Linked DNA regions of Salmo salar: region 2 is linked to region 1. Evidence: chromatin contacts called from public Hi-C data. All regions are on one chromosome and are shown on one strand. The core of a region is the stretch at or near the end of the contact, and the rest is flanking DNA. Distances in the headings are between cores, read along the strand shown. Region 1 holds the start of LOC106569322 (rho-associated protein kinase 1). Region 2 holds the start of LOC106569317 (E3 ubiquitin-protein ligase mib1).

Region 1 (4,333 bases), core at 819-3,318:
TGTCTCCTCTGGGGGGGGGGGGCAAACCTCAACAGTCGTTTTAAAATTTGCATCACTGATACAGTACAGCCTGTGGAGGTATTTCTCTGAGGTTTAGCACGTGGCAGTCTGATAGGAGTCAGTGATGAGTCGTGAGTGAGAGACAGGAAATCGTCAGGGTTGGCAGACCAGAGCAGGTTAACTGATGCAGCTGGGATGGCAAGTTAGAACAGGCCTGATGCATACTGTAGTTTACACTTCAGAGGATATATAAATATATACTTTTCGTGTATACTCTCCATAGAGTGTCCTCAATTAATGCCCATTATACAACAAAGGAGGCCATCAAACAGGCAGCCCCAAACACTGTCTCATTTGTTCCACTGTCGGCCCTTTAATCTTCAAATGGAAATAAATTAATTTACAAATAAATCAGTGACTTGTGTCACTGCAGGTTGCACTTAGGTTTACGACTTCAACTTGAGACATGCATTTCCTTTTCTGGTTCTATGCACTATGATTGACTGACTATCTTCGTGGAAACAACTAACTTATATACAGTGTAACGTTGGCTTTCTGTCTTACTATTTCGTCTGCAAAATACCCTCAGGGTCAAACAGGACAATAGCAACTTCAACGGTGTTGGTTTGAAAATAGCTGTAGCGAAATTTGGCAATTGTAATTATAACAAGAATGAGACATGAAACTTTGTTGATTAATAGTTATTCAGTCCTGCTCTAGCTAGCATAGATGCCCTAGCTAACTAGAGTAACGCTATATGACTTACCATCGCTGTTTTGGATGCCACTTGTTCAGCTTGCTAGCCAGTTAAGAAATGTTAGTTAACAAACGTTAACTACCCACTAGTTAAGTGGTTAGCTAATCTTCAAGATGACGACTGGCTACCAAATATAGCCTACATACAGCTAGTTATTCGTATAACGTTAGCTAGTTGCCGTTAATAACAATCAGGTAGTTAGCAAGTTGATTAGTTAAATTAAATAGTACGTTCATTTAAACAAACCACAAACTTAGCTAGCATGCGTATGTTAGTTAGCTAGCATTAGCTAACATTAGCTAACAAGCCAAGTTCATTGTCAGGCTAGCTAACATTAACTTACCAAAAGGCAATCCGTGTTTATTTCAGACTTCGGGTCCTTCAACATGGCATCGATTTTCTCAAAACGAGCCTCCAAACTTTCTCCAGCAGACATTGTTGCAGTTAGGTAGAGTTCCACGCCGGTGTTATAATTAAAATTAGTTAATCTAGCTATAGGGCTAGTTAGCTAGCCTAATGTTCTTCCCTTCGCGTGAACTCAGTCAGTGTTTAGCTAGCTAGCTACAATTCCGTAGAACCCGCAGTTTGAATCAAAGAAACGTGTTTCTTCTCGTTTTTTCACAGACGATGAAACGTTTGATATTCAAAAGCCACATTTTAAGAGAAAAATGTTTCCCCAGCTCAGATTTGGAAGAGAACTTCAACAATTCAAAATAAGATAACTGCATCGACGAGATTAGTCGGCGACCACAGGATGCAGCTGCGGAGTTGTGCAGGACTTTAAAAGATAACGATACATCCAAAATCAACTTATAAAAATTAAACCGTTTTTTAAAAAATCCGGCGTTAGGTTGCAAACTAGCCACATTACTCCAGGCCTGTCCATCGGTGCCAGACCCTTGCAAAAAAAAGTCAAATAAGTCTGACAGCTGCAAAGTAGAAGTGGCGAAAAAAAAAAAAAACTTTGTTTCCAAATTTCGATCAGTTTAAAACACGGTCTTGTTAAAACATTTCATTACTGTCCTTTCGTAGTAAACCTCACATGGTCATCGGCCATTGATGTTGAACGATACAGACGGAAATCGTGCTGGTTCTACATAGATACATCGGCTTTTGATCTGTTATTTTTCGAAAAATAGACTATGCCCGATTTTCTCCCCACTGCCTGACAAACATGTCCGCCTTCCTGTTCAAACACCAGAGAAGAAACTTTGAAATTTCAAGCACTGCGCATGAGCCACACTGGTAGCGCGTTCAAGGAGTTCACAGGCTGGGTTGTTGAGCACGCGATCACGATGATGACAAAGGTCGCGTTCCACTGCTTTCTGGGGATTTTCATATAACACGATAATTCGGATAGCCACTCAAGCTACGCCCTTACTGGGCGTTAGCAAGCTAGAGAGTAGGCAATGTAGTGCTTCGTATCAACAGCCAATCCAGTAGGGTCTGGAAGCTATGGTGAGCTCCCTCGCCCATACCTGAATCACCCAACTGTCCCCCTGTCCACTTCACTTCCCTCCATTGCACCCAAAATGAATAGGGCTCTGTAACATCATCGCCCCCATCACGTTATGTGGAAACGCACTATTACCGTACATTTTATCCAAAGATCTTTTATAACTAAACCAAGATAGACCATAGCCCGTCGTTTCAAATGAGTCATAGTGGGCGGAACATGCAAGGAGGTGGGCAACACAAGCTAGCGAGATCCTATTGGCACGTTCTAGCATTATTTGCATATTTCTGTTATAGAAAGCCTACTCTGTGAAGTGCATGTGTACAATAACTCAATTTGCCTTTGCACTGCTTCAAGACAATGTATTTAAAAAAAAAAAAAAAAAATCGTAACATATTATAGATTTGGGACCAGAAAACTGCATTGAGCTTTAATGTTTCATCGATGACAAAATTAGCAGAATGTCAGCCAAAATGAATATCCTTCCATTTACTCCCACTGCCGGCCACGGCTTCCTACTCACTATCATATTACTAGTGAGTGGACACAGAAGCTGATGCTTCACATCTATATACATCCGGTGAAATATCTGTCTCATTGTTCTATTGGTGTTTTGACTAGCAATTGTACTTCACCCTCCTGTGGGTGCTAGCAAGCTTCCATCAACAGCCAATCCAGTAGGGACTGGAAGCTATAGTGACCTTCGATTGGCAAGCGCACCGCGATGTCGCAGAGTATTTGCATAAAGTTCAGCTTTCCACAACTTTGGTCCTGCGCCGTTCACGTCCCTCGCCCATGCTCGCATTGCCCAACGGTCAATTGGAAATGAATGGCTTTCTGTAGTTTCATCGCCCTCATGTCTTAAGTTCAGAGGCAGTGTTAGACATTGCCATATCTTACCACGCCTGGATAAGTACTTTACCTATCAGCTAACCATATCATATTTTATAGCAATCTGACAGTCAATGACACAGTCGATGACATGCACGCAACCATTGGTTGATGAATGCAACGTCACAGTGGAACGCAACCATTATGTTGCAGTGCCCAGCTCATGAGCTTGTTCGACATCCCAGTCTTTTCAATAGAAATGTCAATTCAACATAAGGAAGCCGGGCAAAAAAACATTCAAAAGTAGGCAACTACATCCTGAAAACACACATTCCAATCTTATCCTACTATCCTACTTACTTATCCTACTGTATTTATTTATTTATTTATTTATTTATTTATTTATTTAGCTCCTTTGCACCCCAGTATTTATACTTTGCACACTCATCTACTGTCAAATCTAACATTCCAATGTTTTAATTGCTATATTGTATTTACTTCGCCACCATGGCCTATTTATTGACTTTACCTCCCTTATCTCACCTCATTTGCTCACATTGTATATAGACTTATTTTTCTACTGTATTATTGACTGTATGTTTGTTTTACTCCATGTGTAACTCTGTGTTGTTATATGTGTCGAACTGCTTTGCTTTATCTTGGCCAGGTCGCAGTTGTAAATGAGAACTTGTTCTCAACTTGCCTACCTGGTTAAATAAAGGTGAAATAAATATATAGATAAAAAATAAAAATCCAATCTTATCTTAACATTAGAATTATTCCACAATGCTGACGACAGACAGGGGTGGCAAAGGCACCCCTAGATATAATTTGTGCCCACCCTGTTCTGTTTCTCCATAAACACAACAAATAGTATACGAATTACCATGCTCAGTTCTGCCAATATAGCACCACTGGGCCTGTTCATGATCTTTTTATTATTATTATTTTTTTCTTCGTTTTTTTTACTTTAACCCCTTTTTCTCCCCAATTGGTAGTTACAGTCTTGTCTCATCGCAACAACTCCCGTACAGACTCGGGAGAGGCGAAGGTCGAGAGCCGTGCTTCCTCTGAAACACAACCCAACCAAGCTGCACTGCTCCTTGACACAATGCCCACTTAATGTGTCAGAGGAAACACTGTGCACCTGGTGACCGTGTCAGCATGCACTGCACCCAGCCTGCCACAGGAGTCGCTAGTATACAATGGGACAAGAACATCCCTGCCAGCCCAACCCTTCTATAACCCGGACAATGCTGGGCCAATTGTGCTGCATGATGAAAATGGTG
Region 2 (4,333 bases), core at 750-3,249, 170 kb after region 1:
CACAACACGTCTCAAGTTTTGAGGGAGTGTGTAATTGGCATGCTGACTGCAGGAATGTCCACCAGAGCTGTTGCCAGAGAATTGAATGTCCATTTCTCTACCATAAGCCACCTCCAACATCGTTTTAGAGAATTTGGTTGCATGTCCAACCGGCCTCACAACCGCAGACCACATGTATGACATTGTGTGGGCGAGCGGTTTGCTGATGTCAGCGTTGTGAACAGACCGCCCCATGGTGGCGGGTATGGGCAGGCATAAGCTATGAACAACGAACACAATTGCATTTTATCAATGGCAATTTGAATGCACAGAGATACCGTGACGAGATCCTGAGGCCCATTGTCATGCCATTTATCCGCCGCCATCGCATAATGTTTCAGCATGATAATGCACAGCCCCATGTCGCAAAGGATCTGTACACAATTCCTGGAAGCTGAAAATGTCACAGTTCTTCCATGGCCTGCATACTCACCAGACATGTCACCCATTGACCATGTTTGGGATGCTCTGGATCGACATGTACAACAGCGTGTTCCAGTTCCCGCCAATATCCAGAAACTTCGCACAGCCAATGAAGAGGAGTGGGACAACGTTCCAAAGGCCACAATCAACAGCCTGATCAACTCTATGCGAAGGAAATGTGTGGCAATGCATGAGGCAAATGGTGGTCACACCACATACTGACTGGTTTTCTGATCCACACCCAACTTTTTTTTAATGTATCTGTGACCAACGGATGCATATCTGTATTCCCAGTTATGTGAAATTCATAGATTAGAGCCTATTGAATTTATTTCAATTGACTGATTTCCTTATATGAATTGTAACTCAGTAAACTCTTTGAAATGTCATGTTCAGTATATTTACAAAAGCGTGCATCTGTCGAAGAGCTCCAAAAGTAAGTAAATATCCATATTATATTAGACTGAAAGATATTACATAATTTCGTCAAACTTGTGTTCATTAGTTGCTCATTCAACATGTTTGCTGTTACTTCACTCAATCCCGTTTTAAAAGTATCCCATCCTAACTGTTGTACACTCATTCATTCCCTGAGACCAACCAGAAATGTTTCCTTGGCCAAATATTCCCCGATTTTCATGAAACAGCCACACATGTGGTATCTCGTTTCTTGCATCGCCAAATTGTTGTGTACGCTTCAATTGCTAGTTCCGTGCAGCGTTTGCAGGGGTGTGGAGCTGACAGGACACACTAGGCAGAATGTACCTTGATTGAAACAAAAATACAGGAAGGCTATATAGATCGTTGACACTATCTGCTCTAACTGGCTCACGAAACAGTAATTCAAGAAGATCTAAATGCATATTCACATGAATATGATGGAGATCAAATGATTGGCATGCAGACAGCCGAGGTTCGGACATTTCACTAGCAAAATCTGAAGAATTATCATTCGCGATTGACAGTAATGATGCCATGGCCTATTTTGAAATTAGGTATGCCTCACTTGGTATTTGAGGGTATTAAAAATATAAAATGTTATTGAGACAATAGGCAGACGCTCCAATTGTATGCATATTCTATAATTATATTATATTTCTGTCGGTACAAACTTTGTTTTCTCTCCGGCCCCTACATTTTTTTGCACTACACCATGAACAGGTGGGGGATTTGTGTGTCTGTGTAGCTATTTTAAATGTTTGAAAACCGCATTTGGGTAGCTATTTTAAATGTGGTCCCCTAGATTTGGTGTTTGCATATAGGAGCAGGTTTGGAAGACATTATATTTGAATTATCATAGTGAACTGTTCACCCAGAACCCTGTGAAAATCGGTGTTTGAAGCCAATATCACCTGTGCAGTCTTTTGGCCAGGCCTATGCTGCTTCAAAAAGTGCAACAAAATTTGGCTAAAACAGGGGAAGTTAATTTCGCAAGGAATTATAGGTATTCAATTCAGTCATTTTGCATTTTAAACATTTTGTTTAGCCTCGCCTTAGTGTTTTATTTGTCAAATGACGCTACGATCTAGCCAAACCCTCATTTTCCAAATATCTTCATTGACCGCTGGTCCACCTCCGTCTGCTTGATGATTTACAATAATGGCGACGCTTTTATTCTGAGTGTACTTCTGCGAGCCATTTGACAAAATAAATACATTTGAGGAAAAAAAATCTAATACATATGATAATAAACGTAGCAGGAAACAATTATTCCAACAAAAAAGGACTAAGCTACGCTACCTGGCTAATGTGTTACTTAACTTGTGGAGGTGGCATTCTTGCGGAGGCACAAGCGCTAACGTTAGCTAGCAGCTAACAAAGGTCTACAATTTCGTGACGATGTGGCTACTTTACAAGCTCTTGGGGTGACACTTTCTTGTGGTCTTGGGACGAAAAACAACTTAAAGGGGATACTGAGGCGTACCAGTTGTTTCCACAACGTTACAGAACAGCTTGTGGAGTGGAAAGTGCGTGCCATTCAACAGCTTAATTTGTCAGCTAACGTTAACTCGCTAGCTAGCATTTTGCCTATCTTGGCTTTGCTTCCCAGTTAACTGCGTTGTTGTTGTTTTTAGTTGGTAAACTAAACGTCTAACATTCACATTACGATACATTTGACTAACACCTTTGTCGCTAGCGTGTGTCTGCTATCTTGTTTTTGAACGTTACAGTAAGCAGGCTAGCCACACAGTTCGGCGTACTACTTGCAAACTAACAGGATATTGCTGAATTGTCTTCTTCTGGACAACAGACCGATTTTTCGTCGCAAAATTATCCTGTCGAACACAGTTAACTTTAGTTAGAAAGCTAGCACATTCTGCTAGCTGGCAATTTGCGAGACCTTTTCGTAAATGACTACCGGCAGGAATAACCGTGTGATGATGGAAGGAGTTGGTGCAAGAGTGATCCGTGGACCCGATTGGAAATGGGGAAAACAGGATGGTGGAGAGGGACATGTCGGCACCGTCAGGAGTTTTGAAAGTCCGGAAGAAGTGGTTGTTGTCTGGGATAACGGGACTGCAGCCAACTACCGGTGCTCTGGTGCATACGACGTGAGGATATTTGATAGTGCTCCCACAGGTAATGTTTGCCTTCTGGTACTGTGATCCTAAACATCGTGTTTCCTGTTTTCGTGTTTCATTTAGCTTACGCATTTGAGTGTTGATGTGTACGCTACACAGTTATTTGGCTACCACATATCAAGTATTGCAATGCACCAAGCGTTAGCGTCATGGAAGAGCCTAACAGGGTAAACTGAACTCCATACAGATCATGTGGCATGTCCACTTTTATACTGAACAAAAATATAAATGCAACATCCAACAATTTCAAAGATTTTACTGAGTTCCAGACTGTTAGTTAATACAGTTCATATAAGGAAATCAGTCAATTGAAATACATTAATTAGGCCTAATCTATGGATCTTATATGATCACATTGTGTCCCCAGCACAAGATGCACCTGTGTAATGATCATGCTGTTAAATCAGTTTCTTGATATGCCAAACCTGTCAGGTGGATGGATTGACTTGGAAAAGGAGAAATGCTCACTAACAGGGATGTTAACAAATTTGGGAGAAGGAACATTTTGTGAATCTTTTATTTCAGCTCATGAAACATGAGACCAACACTTTACATGTTTATATTTTTGTTCCGTGTACCTATTGTTCACCTAACACCTTTTTTTTTGCACTATTGGTTAGAGCCTGTAAGTAAACATTTCACTGTAAGGTCTACCTACACCTGTTGTATTCGGCGCACTTGACAAATAAACTTTGATTTCATTTAGAGTTAGTGAATGATGGTATGAGGATGGCAAGTTGAGTGACCCCAGAGCCTCTGGCAGAGGGATCATTTCTTAACACGTCAAATTAAATCAGATTGGTTTGACGTGATACCTCCGTCTTCTTACCATTTCCTAACTGCCTTATTAACACTCCCTCTCAGGTATCAAGCATGACGGCACCATGTGCGACACCTGTCGTCAGCAGCCTATCATCGGGATCCGCTGGAAGTGTGCTGAATGCAACAACTATGACCTCTGCACCACCTGTTACCATGGAGACAAGCACCACCTGCGACATCGCTTCTACAGGATCACTACCCCTGGTAGCGAGAGGTGAGTACTGTCCACTGCCCCGTGAAGCCAATGGTTGCATTCCAGGACATCTTTAATGCAGTCACATTACGCGTTGTGAGATCTGGGATGTATTCCTTATACAGATTCAGTTGTAAAATGTTTTGACATTAAGAGTTTACTCCAAACAGAAAACATTTCGCAGCAAAACAATAGTCCCTCCATGTTTCATTCCGTTTGTTCTGTTTGCTTCCGCTTGGTTTTTAAACGGTAGACGGCTTCCATCGCAATATGT

Evidence for each region. Hi-C and Micro-C count contacts between places; a contact is called where the count stands out from the background.
Region 2: a Hi-C map of gill shows a contact between it and region 1, with 2.9 times the contacts expected there. The contact joins the promoter of LOC106569317 here to the promoter of LOC106569322 in region 1. A contact is called at or near these places in 2 of 3 Hi-C or Micro-C datasets (gill and muscle).

The regions. Positions count from the first base shown.
Region 1 is chrssa14:32,538,498-32,542,830 of Ssal_v3.1, forward strand. It overlaps LOC106569322 (rho-associated protein kinase 1), which reads right to left and starts at 2,069. Exons shown (of 33, transcript XM_014140558.2): 1 at 1,101-2,069. The coding sequence starts at 1,193.
Region 2 is chrssa14:32,703,981-32,708,313 of Ssal_v3.1, forward strand. LOC106569317 (E3 ubiquitin-protein ligase mib1) reads left to right here and starts at 2,000. Exons shown (of 23, transcript XM_045694221.1): 1 at 2,000-3,042; 2 at 3,909-4,080. The coding sequence starts at 2,814.